Linked DNA regions of Mus musculus: regions 2 and 3 are each linked to region 1. The links are chromatin contacts, called in public Hi-C and capture Hi-C maps. All regions are on one chromosome and are shown on one strand. The core of a region is the stretch at or near the end of the contact, and the rest is flanking DNA. Distances in the headings are between cores, read along the strand shown. Region 1 has its middle 120 kb from the start of Gm30034. Region 2 overlaps Arhgap18 (Rho GTPase activating protein 18). Region 3 has its middle 20 kb from the start of Arhgap18.

Region 1 (3,079 bases), core at 323-2,822:
AATATCTAGAGGAGAAAATTTTTTAAAAAATACTAAATGTAGTTTTCTTTTAAAAACAAGCTCCAACAATAGATTTATATAGTTAATGACCAATCTTTAATTTTTCTTACCCTAAAAACACTGAATATACTGTTAACTACTTTAGATTTCATTGAGGAACCACTTAAAGTTTGAATTTATTGCTTCAAGCATTCCTAACGGAACAGCCATTCTAAAGTTGAAATCTCATGTTTGTGAAACCTGTACTTGATCGTTAATGCTAACGTTTGGACATTTCCAATTTTTTATTGTTTTACAAAGTATGAAGAGAATGGGCAACAGCTATTTGAATGACTGTATATATAATGCAGTCCAAGCCAGGATGGTGCCAAACTGAGGTTTGGCAGGAAGCCTTCCTTCCACATGTAATCCGTCCAGTCCCCAAGGGTCTTCCTACAAAGCATGCTTTGTATGTATTGGCTTCTTCTGCTCTTTATTGCCACCACCCTCCTCCCTGTACTCTATCCTAGATGTAAAACAATCTCTTGCTTGCACTTATGCCCTCATCTAAGACCCTGGTTCCTAGATACAGGGCACCCGGAAGGCAGTTTATAAATATGTCTAATAACTGGTTTAAAATCCTCATTGTACTTCTTCCTATGGGGTTGCAAACCCCTTGAGCTCCTTTAGTCCTTCCCATAACTCCTCCTTTGGGGACCCCATGCTCAGTCTGATGTTTGGCTGCAAGCATCCACGTCGGTATTGATCAGGCTCTGGCAGAGCCTCTCAGGGGACAGCCATACCAGGCTCCTGTCAGCAAGTGTTTCTTGCTTGACATTAGCTATAGTGTCTGGATTTGGTGTCTGCAGATGGGATGGATCCCTAGGTGGGGCAGTCTTTCCTTCAGTCTCTGCTTCACTCTTTGTCCCTGTATTTCCTTTAGGTAGGAAAAATTCTGTGTTAATATTTTTGAGATGAGTGGATGGCCACACTCCTCGACCAGGTTAACAAGAACATCATGTCAGAAACCTAACCTCTGGATATGGTCTCTGCAGGTTCTATCTCCCCTTTATTGGGTATTTCAGGCAATGCCATCCCTATTGGGTCCTGGGAGCCTCTTACTTTCCTGGCACCAGAGCTCCAAGGGACTAAACCACCAACCAAAGAGTGCCCATGGCTCCAGCTGCATATGTAGCAGAGGATGGCCTTATCTAGAATCAATGGGAAGGGAGACCCTTGGTCCTGTGGAGGCTCGATGCTTCAGTGTGGGGGAATGCTAGTTTAGTGAGGCTGGAGTAGGTGGGGGGGAGCATCCTCATAGAAGCGGGGGGGGGGGGGAGATTAGATAGGGGGTTTGCAAAGAGGAAACCAGGAAGAGGGATAACATTTGAAACGTAAATAATTAAGTAACCAATAAAAAAAAATAAAATCCTCACTGTATAATGAGTGCTCTTAGGGAAAAGGTTTCATTTTGTATTTACTGTAGGAATGCCTGACTGATCTCATCAGTTGCTGACCCCATCCTGATGATTCACCGTCAGATACTCTTCTCTCATAGGCCTTCCTTTTGCCACAAGTCTTGTGACTTTTGTGCCTTGTGCTTCCTCTCTGCTTGGAATACACGTTTCATTTTCCTCCTGTGTTTTAGACCTCGTCCTAGCTGTCATCTAAATGACCCATGCAGCAAGTTTAACATGTTACCTTATTTTATGACTCTTTACAGGCCTTATTTCTCTTGAGTAATTTCCTTCTTTCTTGCTTACTGTAACCTTCCTCACAAGAAGGAAGCTCTCTGAATGCTGGGCTTACATCTCCTGGGGGAGTTGGAGTTCATAGTTAATGGGCAGTGTGTAGGTTTTCTTTATACAAACCCAAGGTTGATTATATCGTTAACAAGAACATCATGTCAGAAACATGGTAAAATCTTTTAAAAAGACAGTTAATAAAATTCCTTTTGTCTGTAAGATTGATCCCCTTCCCTAATAATTGGGTGAATTGGGAAAAATTATATGTATTTGAAGTATGGTAAAAGGCTCTGAACATAATCAAAAGGCATCCAAGAGTAAGCTTAACACATGAAAACATGTCACAGGACTTAATAGGTTTGTCCATTGGTTCATATATTTATCATTCATTGTTTAACCCTTTATAGGTGCATTCATCAGACCTAGACTTCAAACCTAAAGGACACGGCTGACCATAGTCTCTCTCTCTCTATATATATATATATATAGAGAGAGAGAGAGAGAGAGGAAGAGAGAGAGAGAGAGAGAGAGAGAGAGAGCAGATATATATATCTGCTTTGTAGCCTTCCAGTGTTAACCAGTAGCAAATCCAGTGAGGAGCTAAAACCATGGAACCCAGGAATAGTTCTAAGGAGAGAAACTGCATGGAATCTTGTTAGAAGAGAAAGCCTAGGCTTGATCTTAAAACCACTGCTGATTTCCAAAACTTTTAGGCAATATAGTGTTCCTTTTTGTAATTCCAGCACTTGGAAGCCTGAGGCAGGTGGATCAAGAGTTCAAGGCTAGCTTCACCTACATAGCAAAGTTAGGACAAGCCTAGGTTACATGAGACACCTAAAACTAAAATTAAAACTAAACCAGATCTAATGAAGCAAACAAAATCTCTTCTAAGCAAGAATTCAACTCAAAAATATTAATCTAGTTACTGTGTCTACAGAATAAATTACCTCAAAACTTGATAATAATTTGATGTGCTGACAAGTTCTGGGCTTAGGGGTTCAGGAAGTGGTTAGTCTTCACTTAAGGCTGTTGTAGAAGTGCAGTCACATTAGGACTGGGGTGATGGGCACTGACAGTATCCACTGGCAGGGTGGGGCCCTCTAGTGCCGCAGTTTCTTTCCACATAACCTTTACCAAGTGGTTCCTCACAATATATGGAAGCTTCTCTTGGAGTTTAAAGAAGCTGGGAGCTGAGAGCAGAGGGAGATGTAAAACCATCAACAACTTTGAGAGTCCTGTATGGCTTCTTCTACAATCTCTTTGTGACAAAGCTTCAGTCTTTATTAGGTGTGAATATCAAAGGTATTGTGGATCACTGGGGTCAGTTTCAGAAGTTAACTAGTACAAATATTGTT
Region 2 (3,079 bases), core at 423-2,922, 240 kb before region 1:
GAAACAAAAGCAAACCCTCCAAGACCTTCCTGATGGATTCCTGGTGTGGTCAAGTGTATAGAGTGATGGAAACATGGATTTCTGACACCTGGGATATAGGATAAAATTCTTAAGGCCTGTTACTAAAATCAACCCAAACTCAGCATAGTGTGGTATTCCAATGACAACCTGACCATGTTTTGGGGAGGACTGTGGAAGGACTTTGGAACTTTGGGCTAGAAAATCCATTCAGTATTAAGAGCTCTGTGGGATGTTGTGTAGAAGCTTGGAAGATGAGTACAAGGAAAACTATTCCAAAGGATGAGAAAAATTATCCCAGAGCATCACCTCACACACTGATGTCTGTACATACATGTGTGCTTGTGTGTGTGTGTGCTCATACACACACACACACACAGAGAGAAAACAACCTGCTCAAAGATTCTATAAGTTTATATTCTAGAACAGATATAATACTGGTCACACGTACCTGAAAAGAAGTAAAGAAACTAAATGGGACACACACACAAACCAAGTCTGACTTTTTAAAATTCATTCACGTAATATATTTTTATCAAAGAACATTCCCAAAGAAGTACATTGTCTTCAAAGGACATTCTTAGATAATACAATCTCACAGAAAGCTCTATTTCTCTCCTGCTCGTCTTTCATTTTTATGCTATACTTTGAAATAGTTTTCTCGGACTTACATACTTCAAGAAAATTATATTATTATAGTGGTTGAGATTAAACCGCAGACTTTCTACATCAAAACATAAAGCACACCTCAGTTATATCTCCACCCAGAAAAGTGTTCTTTCTCTGGACTGTGGACTAAAGGTAACAAACACAGCATTGCAATCTATTTAACTGACCAAATAAAGCCCCCCTGGAAGAAATTAAGGAAAACCAACCTGCTCTTTTCATTAGTCCCATTTCCTTAAAATTTCTGTTGTGAAATAATTTGTGCCGGGTGCTATCACATAAGTGTGTAATCACGGTACTCCAGAGGCAGAAAGAGTACAAATCTGAGATTAACCTGGGCTACAAAGTGAGACCCCGTCTAAAGGAGGAAGAGGAAAGAGAAGAAGCTATTAATTAACAAATTACCTCAAGCATAAACCAGTATGATGTCTTTCATATTTTTATTAGTGTGAATTATAGAGCAATATGATAGGTAGGAAGAGAGAAAGCCCTAATGGGTCATAAAGTCGTGAAGGATAGAGGCTGGAAATGTTAGAGGCTCTCCTACGTCACAGTACTCCATTTACCTCTAACAACCCAGTAAGGAAGAAGCACATGGTGAACATGGTAAACGAGAACACCACGAGGGAATCACAACGGATGGAAAGAAAGCTGGCCAAGAGTGCAGGGCCGCTCTCACTGGAGACTGTCACACAAACACTGAGAAACCAGCAATGATGACTACTTTCTGTCCTTGGGGTGTTGAAGATGGAAGCCAGGCCTCTGCGCATGCGCAGCAAGCAGGCCTCGACAGTGTTGAGATGAGTGCAGTAAGGCCAAGCTGTGGTGCAGCACTTGAAAACAAAGGAAGGCTGGGCAGGAAAAAAAAAAAAATCAAAAAAACAAAGCCAAGAAGAAAAAAACCACGTAGCTCAGTAACAGCCCCCTGGAGCAGGCCTGAGACACAAGTCCGGGATGACTCAGATGCCAGGAGTGACAAGCCAGCAATGGGACTGCAGGGGTCAAGGGGAAGTAGGAAAGGAAATGATGTTGTGGTGGCTTAGCAACATACACATCCTGACATATCTGTGGTTTCCCTAGCAGAAAATGCCTGCTGAGACATTCTGCATTCTGCAGCTGGGTTAAAATTTAACTGCAAGTGTAACAACAGTAGATAAGCTATAGAAACTTCAATGTTAAGATAGCATGTCTAAGAACGTGTGTGTGCGCGGAATAAAAACTAAAAATCAAGACAGAAAAACACAACCCCCAAAGGAAAAATACCAAGGTTAGCTCTGAAGTTGTGCTGTAAATGACCTGCGCTTCCTCTTCGGGCTGTTTTCAAATGTTTGATAATGAGAGTATCACCCAATACCACAGCTGAGGATGAGTGCCATGTGGTACCTTATTAGCTTCACGGAGGCGAACACACACACACACACACACACACACACACACACACACACACAGAGTCACTTACTAGCTTCACAGAGGCACACACTCAGACACACACTCCACTGGCTTCATGCTCACACTGGAGTGAGTTCGCTGAGTCTTCACAGCATTTGACACTCTTGGGGCCATCAAAGTCATGGTGCTTTGCCACTTGATGAGTCGCAATATTACTCACAGGTCAGACAGATTGACCGTACTATAGCCAAGCCACAAAGGTCATAAGGCTCTAGCTCAAAACACAAGTTATAACCTGAAGCTTGACCCCGCCCTTTCCTAGTGAAATTTCCCCTATGATCTCTGACGAGTCCTCTTAAATTACAGAAGCTATCAGCACTAAAATGTCTACCGTACTAAATATAGCTCTTCATGGTCATAAACGTGCACTGTGGACAAAGTAAGCAGGGAGCTGCTGTCTCTGCACAGGGTTCTGACCCTTCCACCTGGAGGCCGAAACAGGGTGACCTCAAGTTTAAGCCTAACCTTGTACCAAGTCAAAAGGAGTTAATAAACTCTTGTAGCCAAAACAAAACAACATACCCTGGGTGTGTTGCTTACTTTTTTTTTTTCTTTCTAATCACTGTAACAAAATATCTGAAGGAAAAACCATAAAGGGGGAGGGGTTGATGTGGGCCTGTGCTTTCAGAGAGAATTCAGTCTGTCTTGGTGGGGAACGTCTGGTGGCTCGAAGACCTTTCTCCACAGGCAAAAGTAAGCAGTAGCAGTTTTACACAAGGTGACAGAAGGATAATCGAGTCCCTATTCAAGAGGTGGTTTAGTGGTTAAGAGCACTGGCTGCTCATTTAGAGGTCCTGGGTTGGAGTCCTAACACGTGTACACACACACACACGTACACACACACACACACACACACAAAACCATATATAACTCTAGTTCCAAGGGATCCAATACGCACTCTGACCTGTGCTGAAAAGATAGCAGTAAAATTAAAAAGCAGGTTCTT
Region 3 (3,079 bases), core at 352-2,851, 190 kb before region 1:
AATCCCTAGCAAACCTTCAGATCAGCTAGTAAGCAAGTTCATGGTGTTGGTTCTTTTCCCTAGAATACAGCAATAGACGTATCTACTGGCCAATCAGATAATCACACGGCACTGGTACAATAGTCAGTGGGAATCGTCTTCTAATGGAGAGACACGTAGCCAGGGCTGACTGGCATTGAGAGAGAAAACTAGTATTAGGGGTTATCTTTTCTGTTCAGGACTGACTTTATCTCAAGGGACCTTAGCTAGCAGCACGTATCATGTGATGGTGACTCGGGACACTTCTGAATACAGCCATTATGGTGGTACCACACTGCCCATCCTGGCCAGTCTTTAAAAACAGGGCAGTTAGCCCTCAATGGCAAGCCAGGCTCAGTACCATCAAACACCAGTGAGAAATAATGAGGAACCCTGGGGTATTGGGGGGAAAATTAAAACTATTGGCTTTGGGAATTGTGCTTTCCACAATTTGTAATCAATAATAATAATAATAATCATTATTATTATTATTAATCTCTGTAACTTTATAGAAATTAACCATTCTAGGTCTCCACGTCCTCATCCAATGAGGAAAGGGTTAGTCAGACTACATGTGATCCCATGATCCACCGGACATGTGTCTATAAGCATAGCATAAGTCATTTAATCTGTGCAGCTCAATCATGTATGCGCTGTGTGCCATGAACTATGCTGTGTGTGTTTTCATGGTGGCAATACTCAGGATAGCAGTGACATTTTCGCCGTTTGATAAATTAAAACCTCAAAATATGCAAACCCACAAACAGCATTGATCTGTCCAGGGAGCCTGTCATGTCAACTTAGGACTCACTCCCCATGCGAGTCATTTTACTTACAGTACAGTGTCGTAAGAAGCAGGATCCTTCAGGATCTCGGATATACAGAAACCGAAATCAAAGGGAGGCCCAGGAAAGCCAGCCTCGGCACCCATGGTCTAGCGTGGAGAGCACTCCCTTGGTGTCACTCCTTCAGTTCCAAATGCTCTCTGTCCAACCTGCCATTTCGTCATGCAAAAGCCAATGTTTTTACCCATGTTGAAATAAGATGAGCTTTTAGCTTTAATTTGGTTGCCACCTGCTGGCTGAAAGACAAAAAAAAAAAAAAAAAAAAAAAAAAAAAAAAAAATCCCTCTGCAGCAAAGGACATGCTTAAACAAAAGAAAGCCTTACCCTTAGCAGAGCCAGTGGGGATGAGCTTGGGTTACCCTGTAAACTGGACGGGAGCGGATACTAAACATGTGTAGTGTGGGACAGACACTACAGTGGATTCTCCAGATGCCTTGCTGCTCGTACTCACCAATAAGCTTTGTGACAGCCCACCATTTTGAAGAAGAGAAGCTCAACTCCTGGCATCAGAGGATACCACCAAAGAGTGGTAAGGGATTCCGAAGTAGGCCAGACAGAGCATTTCTCCATCCCTAGCATATCCTCTTTTCCTTATCACATGCCTTTCCACCACCCTGGAATGCCCAGGTAACCTTACGGCGGGTAGAAAATGCTCTCTGCAGGCCTCCTACTGCAGAGCTGCAGTATGCTGCCAAATCACAAAGCATTCAGAGGATTTCCCAGCCAAGCCGAGGCAGGCCAAGAAAATACTTCATCAATCCTGCAGGGGGCGCCAGTGATAACCAGTCAAAATACAATAAACACTCTGAGATCAGGAATTTGGTTTTTTAATAGAAATTCATATTAAACATTCGATCCTTCAGCTGAAATAGTTATAAAAGGAGAGAGGGTGGGTGTTCTATGTTTCTCTTGGGAAACACTCAAAGTTCACCTGTGTCCCCGTGGACACCCTGTACTGACTGATTTCTGCCGCCTGAGATACACAAAGCCCAGTGCCGAGTTCAGACAGCTCACGGCCGGACTGGACAGGAGCATAAATACTGGGCTCCTTTTGTCTCGGAGAGGCATTACTGGCCGGCTAATGGCTGAGGGATTAACCTCCGCAGGCACTGTTCTCAGCACTTCATATATTAACTAAATCTTCACACAATGGGAAAGAGAGCAGCACTGGTGCTCTAATAAAGGAGGAGTCTTACTCTTTTTTTAATGGATGTTAAAGAAAACATGCAATTCCACATACCTCTCACATAATAGTAGCAGTGTGCAAGCCCAAGCACTGTGCACTGTTTACGTTTAACCTCTAAGACAGTGGTTCTCAACTTTTTGTTTTTAAGGTTTTTTATTTTATGTAAGTGCACTGTAGCTGTTTTCAGACACCCCAGAAGAAGGCATCAGATCGCATTACGGGTGGTTGTGAGCCACCATGTGGTTGCTAGGATTTGAACTCAGGACCTTCGGAAGAGTGGTCAGTGCTCTTAACCACGGAGCCATCTCTCCAACCCCTGTTCTCAACCTTCTTAAAGCTACGATCTTTTAACACCTTTGTGTTGTGGTGACCCTAGCCATAAAATTATTTTCGTTGCTACTTCATAAATGTAATTTTGCTACTGATGTGAATGCCACATAAATATCTGAGATGCAGATTATCTGATATGTGACCTATGTCAAAGGGTCACTTATTTCCCCCGAAGGGTCTTGACCCACAAGTTTAGAACCACTGCTCTCAGAGAAGTGCTATAGCTGAACAGAGGAATAGAGATGAAAGATAGATCAGTGACCAGTTAGTTGGCCATTCCCTCAGTCTCTGCTACATCCGATGGGCAAGCACCAAACCCTGGCACTATTAATGATACTCTGTTATGCTTGCAGACAAGAGTCTAGCATGGATATCCTCTGAGAGTCTTCATTGAGGCAGCTGACTCAGATAGCTGCAGACAACCCCAGTCAAACAGTGGATGGAGCTTGGGGACCCTCATGTAAGAGCAGGAGGAAGGATTGCAGACCCAAAAGGGATAGGAACGCCACAGAAAAATAACAGTCAACTAACCTGGACCGTTTGGGTCTCTCAGAGACTGAACCACTAACCAATAAGCATACTCAGGAAGGACCTAGGCCTCCACAGATGTGCAGTTTGGTCTTCATGTGGATCCTGAGCAACTGTAGTCGGTAGCTATCCCAAAAGCTGTTGCCTGTATGTGGGATGTGTTCTACTCACT

What was found. Hi-C and Micro-C count contacts between places; a contact is called where the count stands out from the background. Capture Hi-C pulls out chosen DNA fragments and counts their contacts.
Region 2: a contact with region 1 is called in a capture Hi-C map of bone marrow-derived macrophages, with 6 times the contacts expected there. The contact joins two enhancer-like sites. A contact is called at or near these places in 1 of 115 datasets of contacts at active chromatin or transcription factors (bone marrow-derived macrophages) and 1 of 9 other capture datasets (bone marrow-derived macrophages).
Region 3: a Hi-C map of bone marrow-derived macrophages shows a contact between it and region 1, with 2.3 times the contacts expected there. The contact joins two enhancer-like sites. A contact is called at or near these places in 4 of 39 promoter capture datasets (the 3T3-L1 cell line, 3T3-L1-derived adipocytes, the HPC-7 cell line and 1 more), 1 of 15 datasets of contacts at CTCF or cohesin (the NIH/3T3 cell line), 4 of 484 Hi-C or Micro-C datasets (the HPC-7 cell line, bone marrow-derived macrophages and macrophages) and 1 of 115 datasets of contacts at active chromatin or transcription factors (bone marrow-derived macrophages).

What each region holds. Positions count from the first base shown.
Region 1 is chr10:26,557,999-26,561,077 of GRCm38.p6, reverse strand. No RefSeq gene overlaps it. Among named protein-coding and RNA genes, the nearest start is that of Gm30034, 120 kb to the right of the region's middle. Within about 2 kb of position 1,572, at least 38 of the 459 cell types and tissues checked have an H3K27ac peak or open chromatin away from gene starts, as enhancers often do. A contact at or near this core is called in the HPC-7 cell line and bone marrow-derived macrophages, where this site is marked.
Region 2 is chr10:26,798,339-26,801,417 of GRCm38.p6, reverse strand. The region is part of intron 1 of Arhgap18 (Rho GTPase activating protein 18); the gene reads right to left. Among named protein-coding and RNA genes, the nearest start is that of Arhgap18, 27 kb to the right of the region's middle. Within about 2 kb of position 1,672, at least 226 of the 459 cell types and tissues checked have an H3K27ac peak or open chromatin away from gene starts, as enhancers often do. A contact at or near this core is called in bone marrow-derived macrophages, where this site is marked.
Region 3 is chr10:26,751,278-26,754,356 of GRCm38.p6, reverse strand. No RefSeq gene overlaps it. Among named protein-coding and RNA genes, the nearest start is that of Arhgap18, 20 kb to the left of the region's middle. Within about 2 kb of position 1,601, at least 53 of the 459 cell types and tissues checked have an H3K27ac peak or open chromatin away from gene starts, as enhancers often do. A contact at or near this core is called in the HPC-7 cell line and bone marrow-derived macrophages, where this site is marked.